2 separate regions of the Gossypium hirsutum genome follow, and region 1 is linked to region 2. The links are chromatin contacts, called in public Hi-C maps. All regions are on one chromosome and are shown on one strand. Each heading gives the region's core, a stretch centred on a gene start, on an enhancer-like site or on the middle of the called end of the contact. The rest is flanking DNA. Distances are from core to core; before and after follow the strand shown.

Region 1 (6,847 bases), core at 3,260-5,759, 41 kb before region 2:
AAGAATGGGCCGATAAACCCTCAGTACAAAGTAAAAAGAGGTAGGGAGATAGTGGGTCTGCTTGCCCAAGACTTTTGCTAGGATGTAAGCGGTCGGAAATCTTCCCGTTGAGGATTACTGAAAACTAGACAGATTTGACACAGTGCATGACTAAAGTTACCCATCTCTTATCAAAACCATCTTCTTCATGATAGCTTCGAGAAAGTTCCATTCTGCTCTGTCATATCAAACTTCAGGGCAAAGGAACCATTGTTCCCTTTAGTATTCTTGTGAATACGGTGAATGAGTGCCTTGGTTCTCACTAACGCAAAGAGGCAACACAGATTTCAATCGGTTTGACAAGAAGTTTGTAGATGACACAAGCTGATTGGACGGAAATGAGCCATCTATGTAGGATTCGAAACTTTTGGGATCAGAATGATACAAGTTTAGTTTCTTTCGACTAAGGAATTTCCTTCATTCAAAACTTGATTACATCATTTTTAATAATATGCCAATACCGTTGAAAGAATAAGGCAGGCATACCATGAGGTCCTGGTGATTTCGTTGGGTGCATCTGCTTGAGGGCCTCTGTAATCTCCTCGACTTTAAATTCATGGCAAAGAAGATGGTTTGAATCCCAAGAGATTCGATTCTCCACTGCTTCTAGCACTTCTTCGTTAACCGAGGACCCTTACTATTCAAATAGAGACTTGAAGTAATCGGTAGCAATCCTCTCCTCTTCTTCTGTTTCCCTCCCGTCCAGTAATCTGGTTCTTTCTTCTTCCATCATGATATTTTCATTTCAATTTTTTCATTATATTCTTCATGATAGCCACAGTGTTAGTGCATAATAAGCCAAAAGCAAATAAACAAATTCTCAAGTCAAATATTTTTTGGTCTTGGGGAAAGCCCCCCCAACCCCCAAAGTCCTTTCTTTCTGGATTTAAAATATCAAGTTTTTAAATACCCATATCTTTTTCTCCTTATTTGGCAACCATGTAGGATTAAGATATTTCAACACACAAAAGGTTTGGACATTGTTTTTCTAAAGATAATCCAATTTTGGGTCATACCAATTCCCTACAAAGGAACCCCCAAGCCCTTCCTTATTTCACATCTTCTCCCATGTTTTTTCTTTTCATTATAAAAATAATTTTCAATTCTACTCCCTTTATTTTATTTAAAGTACATAAAAACAAATCACTTTTAATTTTAATCTCTATACTATATTCAAATTTAAAATTTAAGTTTCATATTTTTTTTTACATGATTTGCTACCTAAATGTTTATAATTTCATTAGCTATTTATATAAAAAGTTCCTAAGCGCACACAAACCTCCCTCTTTTTTTTTTTCATATAAGATAAGATAAAATTTTAGTCTTAATCCCTCTACTTTACTAAAATTTTAAGATTTAATCCATGTTAATTATTTTAATAAATATATATTACAAATTTAGTAATATTTAATAAATAAATATAATTATAATTAAAAACTTGAATCCCAACAAAAGGTGCAAAACATTCTAGTATTATCTTAAAGTAAAATTAAATGCTCGTTTTTTAAAAAAGAAAAATTAAATTCTTATAAATAAAAATAATTTATAAACTTATGAATTCAAACAAAAGGAATAATTATCATCTTTTCTCATGTCTTATATTTTTCTATTATAATTTGTTGTTACTCGGAATTTCTCTTTTGTTTATAATATTATAATTAGTTCTTATGTAATTACTCATAATTAACATTATTTGAATCAGATTAGATTAATCAATTAGATTTGAAAACAGTTAGGAGATCAGTTTGGAAAAAAATCATAAGATCAATTGACTCAAAAAAATTAATACAATCAGGTTAAATTAAATTTGTTAATTTTCAAATTTTATAATAATTTATTAAATTAAAACTAAGGGAAGATAATTTAATTCTAAAAATCATGATCATAATCACCTTTTTGACCGGATGGATGCTGTGAAAAAAAATTGAATTGATTCAAAAGGGAATCAAACACATGAACAATGAAAGCTGCCATTTCTCTATTGGATGGAAATTCAATCAGGTCCAAACATGAAGCAGATAAAGTGGAATAAATAATAAGGTAATGGCAATGGCAATGGCAATGGCGTATACGGAACAATGAACAGGTTCGTTTATTAATTTAAATAAATCAACACGAATAATTTTTGTTGAATAAATTGAATTATAAATATTCCCATTCCTATGGCAATCTCAATATCAATAGGGATTCATTTTCATACTCTTTTGTATTTTTGTATTTTTTATTTTATTTATATAGATTATATATGTTAAATTTGATCTAAATTAAAATTTTTAACTATTTTTTAAATATAAAAATAATTTTTAATCGTTCAATTTTAGATCACTATGATAAAGATATTATATCAAATTGGTTCGAAATTTTACATACATAAAAAGTATAATTATATTAATAAAACGGTTGAATCGTTAAAATATTAGTAATACAAAGAAATATATGAAAGGGCACTTGTAACTGGATCTTTCTTTTAATTATTAATATTATGATTAATTATGTGTTTATTTTATTTATAATATAATTAATAATGTTTAAAATTTATTATTTATATCTAAAAATGATGAGATTTGGTTATATATATTATTATCCATGATTAGATTTTTAATTGTTAGGACTTAAGAGACACATGCAATTATGTTTGGTTATGACTATTTTCAAATAAATTAATTTAATTTTAAAAAATAAACATAAACATAATTCATTTTAAATTAAAAAAAAATGTGAACATGAATAGGTCTCTCTTTTTAAGACTAAAAATATAATTCTTCCAAGGCTAAACTTGAAACTGGTTTAATTGTAATTTTCTTTTTTTTAATGATTTTTTGTTTTCGTATTATATTAAATGAAATGATAACCAAAATTAGAAAATGTAAACAAAATTCAAAGGATAATGTAACATAAAATCTAGGCTTGTTAAGATAGGGTGTTGAGTGAGGCGGCTAGGGTACGGGGAGTTGTCACATCCTGTTTTCTTTCTACTGCCCTTTTTATTTCACCACTTTATTGGTTATGCTAACATTAAAAAACTAAAGATGGATCATGAATGCTTTTGGAACCACCAAATTACGACATTTTGACTAAGTCCAACCATAACAACATACACAATCCAACACCTATGTCCCAGCTGCATATGTCAGCCCTTTCCCTTTCTTTCTTTCCTTATTTTACCCAAGCCAAATTGTCTTCTCACTCACTCACTCACCCACCCACACATACATACATAACCCCTCCTCCAATGCACTCTGCAGCTGTTATAATAAGAAGCCAAAATAATATTAAGTTAATTGTTAAAAGGCAGGCAAGCAAGGACGGAAGGCAGGGTTCGATCCATCTTTTCCTCAAAATGGAGCCGTTGACGTTCGCTGAAGCGTTCGCTTTCTAGAAAGTGGAGTGGCAGCAGCTACACGTAACTGTTTCCATTTGCATGCCCCAAACACACAAAAATACCAGCACAATGTCAATACTCTTCATACTATATCTTACCAAATGCTTTTTTTTTCTTCTTCTACGGGCTTGTCCTACCACTACTGGACTGGTACAGTGACTACAATCAGTCCATATACCAATGCTTTATTGTTTGCATTACTAGATTTGGGTCAAATATCACAAACTAAATGGTTCTTTAATTTCTCTTTCTTTTTTGGGTTCTCAGCCTATACAAGTTACCTTACCTGTTCTTGCTGTCTCTTGAGTCTTGCATTCTCTTCCATAAGATGGGCAACTTCAAGCTCTAACTCATTAGTGTAAACCTGCAATATAAAAAAAATAGAGTATCTCAATGTTAACGTCCCTTTTTATTGAAATCCATGACCGGGGAAACACACTAGTACATACCTGTTTCCTAGCTCTTGATCGAGCTGCAGACTCCCGGTTCTTGATCATACGCTTGTGGCGTCGATCCCCAGAATTGTTATCAGGATCTTGGAACCTTTTCTTATCAAAACAAGCCAAACCAGAAGGCGAAGCTAGAGCGTCAAATGGGCAATTCATATTGGACAGATCCGAGATGGGGTTGTTTTGCATTTGCAAACGCGGCTTAGACCTGAGAGGACACGAGTTATCAAGGAAATCAAAGCCGGGACCCGAATTCAGGCTCAAAAGAGTGGCAGGAGGTGGCGGTGGTGGAGAATCAAGAAACGTGGTGTCCCCGTTTGCGGAGACCCTGTTTGTTGGTGGTTCTTTGCTGAAAGGTCTAGCCAGAAAATCCTGGAGGATAAAATGGGGATTGTGGGGATTTAGGCCTTCCCTGGAAGAAGAGTTATCATGTAGAGAAGCAAGGTTAATCTCCTTCCATACCTCTTCCATAGTTTTGGGTGTATGGGTTTGGTTGTGAAGATGGGAAGGGGTAGAGAGTGGTGAAGATGATGATGATGATGAAGAAGAAGAGGAAGAAGAAGAAGAAGATGATACTGAGGACAGTGTGTTTAGGCTGAATGTTGGTGTGTTGTTGTTGGGTGATGACAATATGGATAATTAAAAAAAAAAAAAACAGAGAAGCCTTTGTAGAGAAGCAGTGTGAAACCGAGCTTAAATGCAACTTACCACTAGTAGAAGTAGTAGAACAGAGTTGAGATAAAAGAGAGGGAGGTGTTACTAAGGGAGTGATAATGGGAAAGAATTTTTGTACTAAGAAAACAAAAGCTGACCTCGACCTCAATGGTTTTGAGGCTTTGCTTTGTTTCATTGGTCGTTTAAAAGTGTGTGAAACAACACTGCAGCCACGCGCCTGAAGCAGGACCGTGCAACTTGGGCCAACGCCCCTTGGCCTATGGGTTGAGAGCATAATAAACTTACAATAGAACCTAGTGTGTTCACAATATGTTTTTGTCATTAGTTTCTGTTATAGGGAAAGAGGACCGATACTATAGTTAGTACTAACTAATAATATTACCAACATGTGTCGCTTCTACGTTCTCCTATTCCAAGCTGGAAAAAATGGTCCACATTGGGAGTGCACTAACGCTATCTCAGCAGTCAGCCAGGCTGCAGTCAGTCAGTACTCATATTCTGTGGCTTAAATCGACCGTGGGTTAATATGCACAACGATATATATAAATGTCGATACGTCAGTCAGTCCACCTTTAGGCTATGGTGTACCTGTTCCTTATCACTTCATTATACCATACGAATATATGCTATTCCTATAGGCTATAACAGCTGCAGCTACACCCATAGCTCTACCCAAAAACTAAGCATAAAAATGAAACAAATTTGGTAAAACAAAAGGAAATTAAGTCGAGATTTTAGGCATATTTAAAATAAATCATGTGTTTAATTAGGGTATTATTATATGGTAAGTGAAGTGGGACACAAACATTTTTACAACAAGAAGCGGGACGCTATAAGGCCAAACATTTACACACACACACACACACAAAAAAAAGGTTGATTAATGGAATCAATTTGGTATGGGCAGTTTCTGAAATTGGAGTGGCTCCCATCATCTTCACCCTTTTGGTGCATCCTAATCCTATCATTCCTTTTTTTTTCTCCTTTTCCTTTCCCCTTTCCTTAGTCTTCTCTTCTTTTTCTCTTTCTTTTATCTTTTTTTTCCACCTTCCACTTTGGTCATTAGTCATCCTTTCTATTACATGGGGCCATGCAATTCGGGTATGTGTTTTATGTGTTCCAACCAATTGTTTTCTTTTAAACATTTAAACCCATAAAACCATATATGAAAAATGTATCTTACAAAAATTTTTCTCTGAAAAACATGTCGTAAAACTTGGTTCAGGGTGGCGACGGTAACAAATTGAATGAAGATTGTAACTGTAAAAAAATAGAATGTCAGTAATGATAATATATCGCAAAGAAAAGAGAAATAAAAATAAAGAACACACAGATTTTACATGGAAACCCTTTCGGGAAAAAACCACGGGCAGAGGAGAAGAAAATTTACTATGTCAAATTCAAATAATTACAAGAGGAATAGACTATGTCTATTTATAGGCTTGTAAAGCCATATTCTAATAGGAGTGTAGTAAGATTGAAACACCTTATTCTGAGCAATATAAAATAGATAGAGTTTAATAAGGTTTAAAAAACCTTATTATAAAATAAAATAAAAGAAGAGTAGTTCTATATGAATTTTATTTTTATTTTATTTTACCACTGTATTTTATTTAAATAAGGATTCGGATCACTTAATTCTAGCATTAACATTAAAAAAGTTTATTTTAAGGATTTGGAAACAATAACCAACAATAATATGGTTGTAGACTTGTCTCCAACACCGATGGTGTCCTGGAAAGATAAAGCTCTAGGGAGGGGATCTCCTATTTCTGGTTGTGAATAGGATTTTGAATTCTTGGAGGGAGACATCACGAGGACTACTATTAATGGTGTCCCTGCAATTAATTTTTTCGAGAGGATCCAGAAGATCCTAGTAAGGGTCATAGCGACCACGGTGGTGGTGAAATTGCTGGGTCGAAATTTAGTGTACTCCATCCTTTAAAATCGAATCTTCAATATTTGGAAACCTTCACACTCTTTCCATCTTATAGACATTGAGAACAGTTATTTCCTTGTCAAATTCCAAAGTAGGGAAGACTATGAAATGGTACTCACCCAAGGTCCCTGGATTGTCTTTGGATAATACCTCATGGTTCAATCGTGGTCTCCAAAATTCAACCATCTTCAGCCTTTCCCAAATACTGTTATGGCTTGGGTTCGTTTACCTCAATTGCCAGGGGTCCTATACAAATGATAAATCTAGGAAGAGATCGACAATTTAATTGGTAAGGTTGCTAAGCTTGATTTTAAGATAGATTTGGGTCAAGGGGGCGTTTTGCACAAATGACAGTTGTCGAAA
Region 2 (7,264 bases), core at 959-3,458:
GTAAAGTAATAGCCTATGCATCAAGACAACTAAAACCACATGAAAAGAATTACCCGATACGTGATTTTAAATTAACAGCCACTGTTTTTGCACTAAAAATTTGGCGGCATTACCTGTTTGGTGAAAAATGTCACATCTTTATTGATCATAAAAGTTTGAAATATCTAATGTCACAAAAAGACTTGAACTTGAGACAGCGCATGTGGCTTAAGTTATTAAAAGATTATGATCTGGTTATTGACTATCATCCGGGAAAAGCTAATGTGGTTGCAGATACTTTGACTAGAAAATCCCTATTTTCTTTGCGAGTGATTAACACCCGGTTGTCTTTATCTGATGATGGTTCAGTTATAGCTGAGTTAAAAGCTAAACCGACATTTCTGCAATAGATTTGTGAAGCTCGAAAAGATGATAGGAAGTTACAAGCAAAACGGATACAGTGTGAATCAACTTCTGATTCAGAATTTCAGATTGGGTCTGATGATTATTTATTATTCAGAGGCAGAATATGTGTATCTAAGAATTCAGAACTGATACAGAAGATTCTACTTGAAGCTCATTATTGTAATATGTCTATTGATCCTAGTAGTAATAAAATGCACAATGATATGAAAAAAATGTACTTGTGGCCGGGAATGAAACGATATATTACCATGGATTTTGTATCAGGGTGAAAGGCAGATCCACAACTTTCTTGATCTCCAATGGAAATGGGAAAGAATTACCATGGATTTTGTATCAGGGTTACCCCTGTCTCCAAAGAAGAAAGATGTTATTTGGGTAATTTCCGACCGATTGACAAAGTCTACACACTTTATTCCGGTACGTATGGATTTTTTCTTGGATAGATTGGCTGAATTATATGTTTCTAATATTATCAGATTGCATGGAATGCCAATTTCTATTATTTCAGATAGAGTTCCTCGATTTACATCCCGATTCTGGAATAAGTTGCAAGAAGCTTTGGGTACACAGTTGCATTTCAGTACTGCATTCCATCCTCAGACTGATGAACAATCAGAAAGTGTTATACAGATTTTAAAAGATATGTTTCGGTGTTGTGTGCTTGAATTTGAAGGTAACTAGGAAAGTATCTACCTTTGTTGAATTTTCTTATAATAACAGAGTCCAGCATTAAAATGACACCGTACGAAGCTTTGTATGGCCGGAAATGTAGAACTCCATTGTATTGGATAAAGCTCAGTGAGAAAAAAATACACGGGGTTGATTTAGTTTGTGAAACTGAAGAAAATGTGAAAGTAATTTAAGATAGTTTAAAAGCAGCCTCATATCGTGAAAGTTTTCTAAATATCAAGTGGGTTAAAGAAATAACCCAATCTTTGAGTAAATGTAACTGCAACAGTGCAACTACGAAGTAAAATTAAATATGGTTATAACATACATGGTTATAACATACTTATAGTCCTTGTAATTTTTGAAGATTAGGAATTCGGTCTTCTATTTTTAAGAAGTGTTAACAGTTGGACTTGAATTTTAAAATCTAAAAAGAAGAGGGACTCAATTATTAGAAATACGAGTATAGGAACTAAATTCTTAATTTTCAAAAAATACAGGGACTATAGGCACATTTTAACCTTAAAAAATATATGAGCGTATACGTGCAGGTGCAGGGTTGAGGGAGTCCATGCACCATTCATTGGCTGTGGAGGCAGGCAGCAGGTAGGTAGGTAGGTAGGGCTGTGTAGACATATATTAAAGTAAAAAAGGCCAACAACAACAGTACACCCCAGCCAACTCCATGTACAATTTGATCTACTTTCCCTTGTTGGAGACAGCCTCTAAATTTTGCAAGCTGTCGGCCTTTAAACCTTAAAAGTATTGGCTGGCTAACTAATTTCTGGTTTTTGAGTCGGAATACGCTTTGTATCTGCTATATATAACTCGACGAGGTTTTGGCGACACATGCAGATAACGAGAGAGGTTGAATTGAGTTTTTTTTTATATAAATTTTGAATATTATACAATATAAAACAATAAAATTCTTTGATTTGATTGTGGTAGCCATAACCTTTTCTTTGTGTTGAGAACCAAAAACGGTGGGTTGGATAGATTTTTATGGTTTGGCATGAGAGAGGTGCTATCAATCTTATCCAGATTCTTATTCTTCAACAATCAAACGTTCAACAGTGGCGATTGTCCGCACTTTTGCCTTTGAGAGGGTACTGCTGAAGTGTGATATTAACCGTTGGATGTATCTAAATATATATTCCCATCAAATCTAAGGAGATGATCAAATAGTCTCATGGTGGTGAGTTCCCCTAAATATAAACACATTTTCCCTTTACAAACCATCCACTGAACATGTTTAATTTATAAATGGTAGTTATATTGTAATTTTAAGTGTATAAACATCAAGTTGATATGCTATCTCCTCTGTAAACTAACTCACCATCTGAGTTAACCCCATTAACATGGTTTCCCCTAGCTTCGATGTTCACCATTGAAAAGTTCCCAAATTGTCTTTCTGTGGTTTCAACCATTGAGTTACTTCCTCAACAATCCCACATGAAAACCCGAACTCGGATGTGATTTTACCCATTCTGAGATTATCGTTGGGTAACTCTTCAGTGCTATTCTCCGTTCTCCAGCAGGTTACCGGCGGTGTATTGTTCGTCTCCGTAGCGCAAATCAGTTCGTCGCTGACAAAGAGGGATTGGAGGAGGACGATATCGTTATTGTAGAGGCGTTTACCGGGTAAAGACAACAGAGAAGGCTGTAACCGCCGGACCAGAGTGCGCAAAAGCTGGTTCGCCACCAGCGACGGCGGAGTAAGAGATGTTAGGGGCAATTGGGATGACAGCAGGGGAGGAGGAGAAACCACCACCGGCGCGGTAGCAGATAATTCTCTGGTTTATAATTTTAACGAAAATAAAAAAAATAATTCAACTAATATGAGTGTTTAAATTATATTTTTATTTCAAGTGTTTAAAATAAAAACTTTTAAAATTATTGATCATATGTGTAATTTATCTTAAATTATAATTTTTTAAATTATGACTTTTATTTTAAAATGGTCTTAAAATTTTAAAATATTTTAATTACATTCTTAAAATTTTAAAAGTATATCAATTAAGCCATTACATTAGTGACACATTAGTTTGTATGTGGGATAATTTAAATTTGAAATTAAAAAAATGAAATTTTAAAATAAAAAATGGTTAAAAGTAAAAAAGAAAAAAAAAAAGAGTGTCCACTGCCATGATTTAAGCAAGCTCATACGAAGTTCTCATTTGTTGGAACTAATAAGCAATTGAGACTTTTTAAAATTTTAACCCAAATGTCAATATATTAGATCTCACACAATTGATATACTCTAAAACTCAAAATCCATAATTATAATATAATTGCATATGAAATTATACTAGCAAAATTTGCTGTTTTACTTTTATATATAAATATATATATTAAGACTTTTTTTTACTTTTTCTAATTTTAAATTATGTAATGTAGGATTTGATATATTATTTAACGGTAAATTTAATAATTTCAATAATAGAATGACTTAATTGACATAACTTTAAAAGTTTAGGGATGTAATTAAAACATTTTAAAGTCTAAGGACCTTTGATGTAATTTATCAAACACTAATTATTATAAAATTATCAATAATACTCGAGAAAGAGATTCTCCAACCAAGTAACAAAACATAAAATCGAATCATCTTATATAATGCGATAGTTGGAGAAAGTATTATGCAATATGATTACTAATAAAACTAATAAGAAAAATAAACATACTATGCAATTTTATTGAGTTACTCTAGCATTACATATTTGTGAGGTTATTCACTCTTTTACATTTAACATGTATTATTTGTTATTATCTATTGGTTATTGATTAAGTATAAATAATTAATAATAAATATCATCTAATTTAGTATAAATAATTTATAATATATACTATGTAATTTAGTAGGTTAAAATGTATAGAAAATTATCTCTCATCAATCAAAATTTTTTAGCTCTCAACATTTCCTGTTTTTTGTCAATTTGTCATTACCTTTCAAAAGTCAATAAAATATTTTAAAAATAATTCTTTTTATATTTTAAATAAAAAACATAAAAATTTATTTTTAAAAATAAAAATTATGAAAAATAACTCTTTAAAATTTAAAAAATAAAAACTATTTTTAAAATATAAAAAAATTTCTAAAATTTGATGTTATTTAAACCGAATCGGGTTGGCCAATTGGACTGAGAATTGGTTGGGTATCGGTCCAATGAGAGGTAAAAGACCAATTGACCCACAAATTGGCATGGACTGGCTAAATTCTACTAAAAATTTGATTGAACCGACGATTGAACCTATTTGAACTAGTCTAACCAATTGGTTCCTAGAACAAATGATCTGACCAGTTCAAAGTAAATAAATTATATATAAAAGAAACCAAACATCACAATATTTAAAAATAATAATTGGTTCAACTACTAGTTCAACTAGTTTTTTTAGCTCGATTCTGTAACATCCCTAACACCCCTTGAGATGAGAATATTGTTATTTCAAGATTTGCATATGTTAGAATCTTCGAAGTAAATAAATATAGGAATCATGGGTGCTAGTAGAGAAGGTAGTTCGATACTGTAAGGAAATTAAAAAGACTTTTACATTTAGAGAAATTATTTGAGTTATTGACTAAGACCTAGTTTGGATGGGCAGTGTGTTTACCTCCGGTGAGGTTAAAAACAGCGGTGGCGGTGAGATTAGTTACTGTAGCGGTGAGATTAGATACTGTAGAGTGATATTAGAAACAATGGTGGAGTGTGTGTTTGGATTCAAACGTAGTTGTAGCGGTGAGGTGAGAATAAAAAAATGACTATTAAGGACATCAAATTAGAATTGATATATAATAGAAGTTTTTTAAATTATTTTACATTTTTAAAATTATTAAAATATGTGAATTTATAAATTCATTTAATAAAATATTAAAATGTATCTTCTAATATTTTATTATAAATATTTTAATGAATTATATAATCAATTTAAATTATTTATTAGATAAAATGATAATTTTTTAATTTTTTTATAGTTAAATATTATTTTATAACAATGACAAAAATTATTTTCACAAATAGTAACATTATATTTGGATCAAATTTTGAAGTATCTAAAAGGATGATTTTTAATAAAAAAATATAGTAACATAAAACATAACAAGTTTCATTATTACTAGAAATTTGGTTATGATACAAAATGTTTTTATAAATATGGATTCATTAAACTAGTTGCAATGGTTTTATGTGTGTTCACATTTCCGTCCGATATAAAGTATTTGACAAGAAGGTGAAATGCATGCTTTTATGTGTGTTCCATCTATGGCCCCAATACAATCCTTTAAAATAAATACAAGTAATGAGATAAAAGTTAGAAATAATTTATATTTTAAAAATATAAAGATTGTGTAAATTTTACCTTAAAATGAGGCCAATATCTTGTATCATGTCGAATATGGTTCAGTACTTCCTCGAATTGACCTTCAGTGGGTTTAATCGTGTCTAGTCCCATTCGAGCAAATATATGCAACATATCAGTAAAAATTTGACTAATAGTTTTCCCAAATTGTTGAAATCACTCTGTTGCATATGAATTTGATTCTCTATTTCCAAGAATGTACAATGATAATGCTAACTTCTCCATCGCCGATACTTTCCCATACTTTAAGCCATAATTTATTTGCAAATCATGCAACAAGCTGTGAAATATATTTTTTCGCATCCTAAAACTATTCATGCAACGATCATCATGCCCATTGAATACTTCGTCCACCCACATTTGACCTGTACAATTTGAATCCATACGTGGTTGTATAGTGAAATAAGTTTCATGGTGTACCCATACACTGCTTAACATATATTCTTCCTCTTCATGATAATTGTTATGCTCAACTTGGGTAATAATTGTGGCTATTCTTCGTTGAGCTTTTTCACTTAATTCAGGGGTATCATAATTCATATCAAAACTATTATACGTATTGTTAAATTCATCCATAACCTGAAAAAGTAATCAAATGAAAATAAATTAATATTTTATGACATTCTATACAACACCGAAACTTGAATAAAAGCATAGCATAAAAATACCAAACATAAAAAATATCATACATTAGTTTTACATATAAAAAAGTAGTATAGTTATATTACAATAATAATTCTAAGGAACTTATGGTGGAGGTGGTTGAGGGTATGGTTGGAAAGGAAATGAGGATGTTGCTACCAAGGATGAAAATGATGCAATTGGATTTTGTTCAGCATACTCACGTCGAAGCCACCAAACCCTAACATCTGGATCTAATTCAAAAACACTTCTCGTTTCACCGGTATTTGGAACATTTTGATGGCAAAATAGTATAGTTCATCTTTTTTTGGAATTTCATCTCCCAAAGCACGCAAAGCATCCATTGCATTTGAAATAGTATATTGAGATTGAGGAAAAATAATTTCATTCACTGACTTCCTTGGACTAGGCATACTCTTACACAATTTCTCAATTTGAGTAGTTAATGTATTTCTTGGCGATTTTTTACTTGAACTTGGCTTTTTTCATTTACCGTGTACAACCCCAAGTGTTTGCTTTCTTCGATTAGAAGTTTCATAAGAAGCGTTTGATGGTACCTTATTAGGTCCCTCATTAGGTGTATCATCTCCCATAGGAACCCTACTTGGAAGAACACCAGACGAAGGTGCCCATGCATTCTCTCCAGTGGCTACAATGCCACCAAACATTTGCCACGTTAACTCATTCAATCGTGGTTCAATTCCTTTATTCTTAAATCCTTTAAAATCAGGATTTTCCTACATAACATGTTAAAATATATTTTTTCATTAAAATTGTAAATTATTAATTTCAATAAACTTTATGCATTAAAATAATGATAAAGTTAACACTAACCTATATTTTTTCATCCCACCATTATTCAGTAGCATCGACCGTCTTTTTAGATGGACACCATCCAATACCTGTAGATTCCTTAAGCAACTCCCTCCATAATTTCCATTCCTTTTTTAATGTATCCCACTTATTTTTCAATTGAGGTTTTCCATAATTTTTTTGTGTTTTTGCTTGAAAAAGAGCAATGACATTTTCCCATCCTTTTGAGTTTAGGTGAGTTGTCGGTCTATTACCAGCATTGACTTCATTCACGCAAATTTCACAAAATATCAACGTCAACTCATCATCCCAAATAGCTTTTATTGCTAAGGCATTGTCTCCCTCCACAAATTTTCGTGTCTTTGCCATCTATTATTAT

Evidence for each region. A called contact is a pair of places that touch in the nucleus more often than the background predicts.
Region 1: a contact with region 2 is called in a Hi-C map of leaf, with 4 times the contacts expected there. The contact joins the promoter of LOC107958362 here to the enhancer-like site in region 2. A contact is called at or near these places in 13 of 34 Hi-C or Micro-C datasets (anther, fibers, hypocotyl and 2 more).

The regions. Positions count from the first base shown.
Region 1 is chrA11:24,276,639-24,283,485 of Gossypium_hirsutum_v2.1, reverse strand. It overlaps LOC107958362 (protein FD), which reads right to left and starts at 4,509. Exons shown (of 3, transcript XM_016894118.2): 1 at 3,871-4,509; 2 at 3,708-3,785; 3 at 3,361-3,446. The coding sequence starts at 4,509. The coding sequence ends at 3,375.
Region 2 is chrA11:24,232,530-24,239,793 of Gossypium_hirsutum_v2.1, reverse strand. No RefSeq gene overlaps it. Among protein-coding and RNA genes, the nearest start is that of LOC107905328, 21 kb to the left of the region's middle. Within about 2 kb of position 2,208, at least 7 of the 9 cell types and tissues checked have an H3K27ac peak or open chromatin away from gene starts, as enhancers often do. A contact at or near this core is called in fibers and leaf, where this site is marked.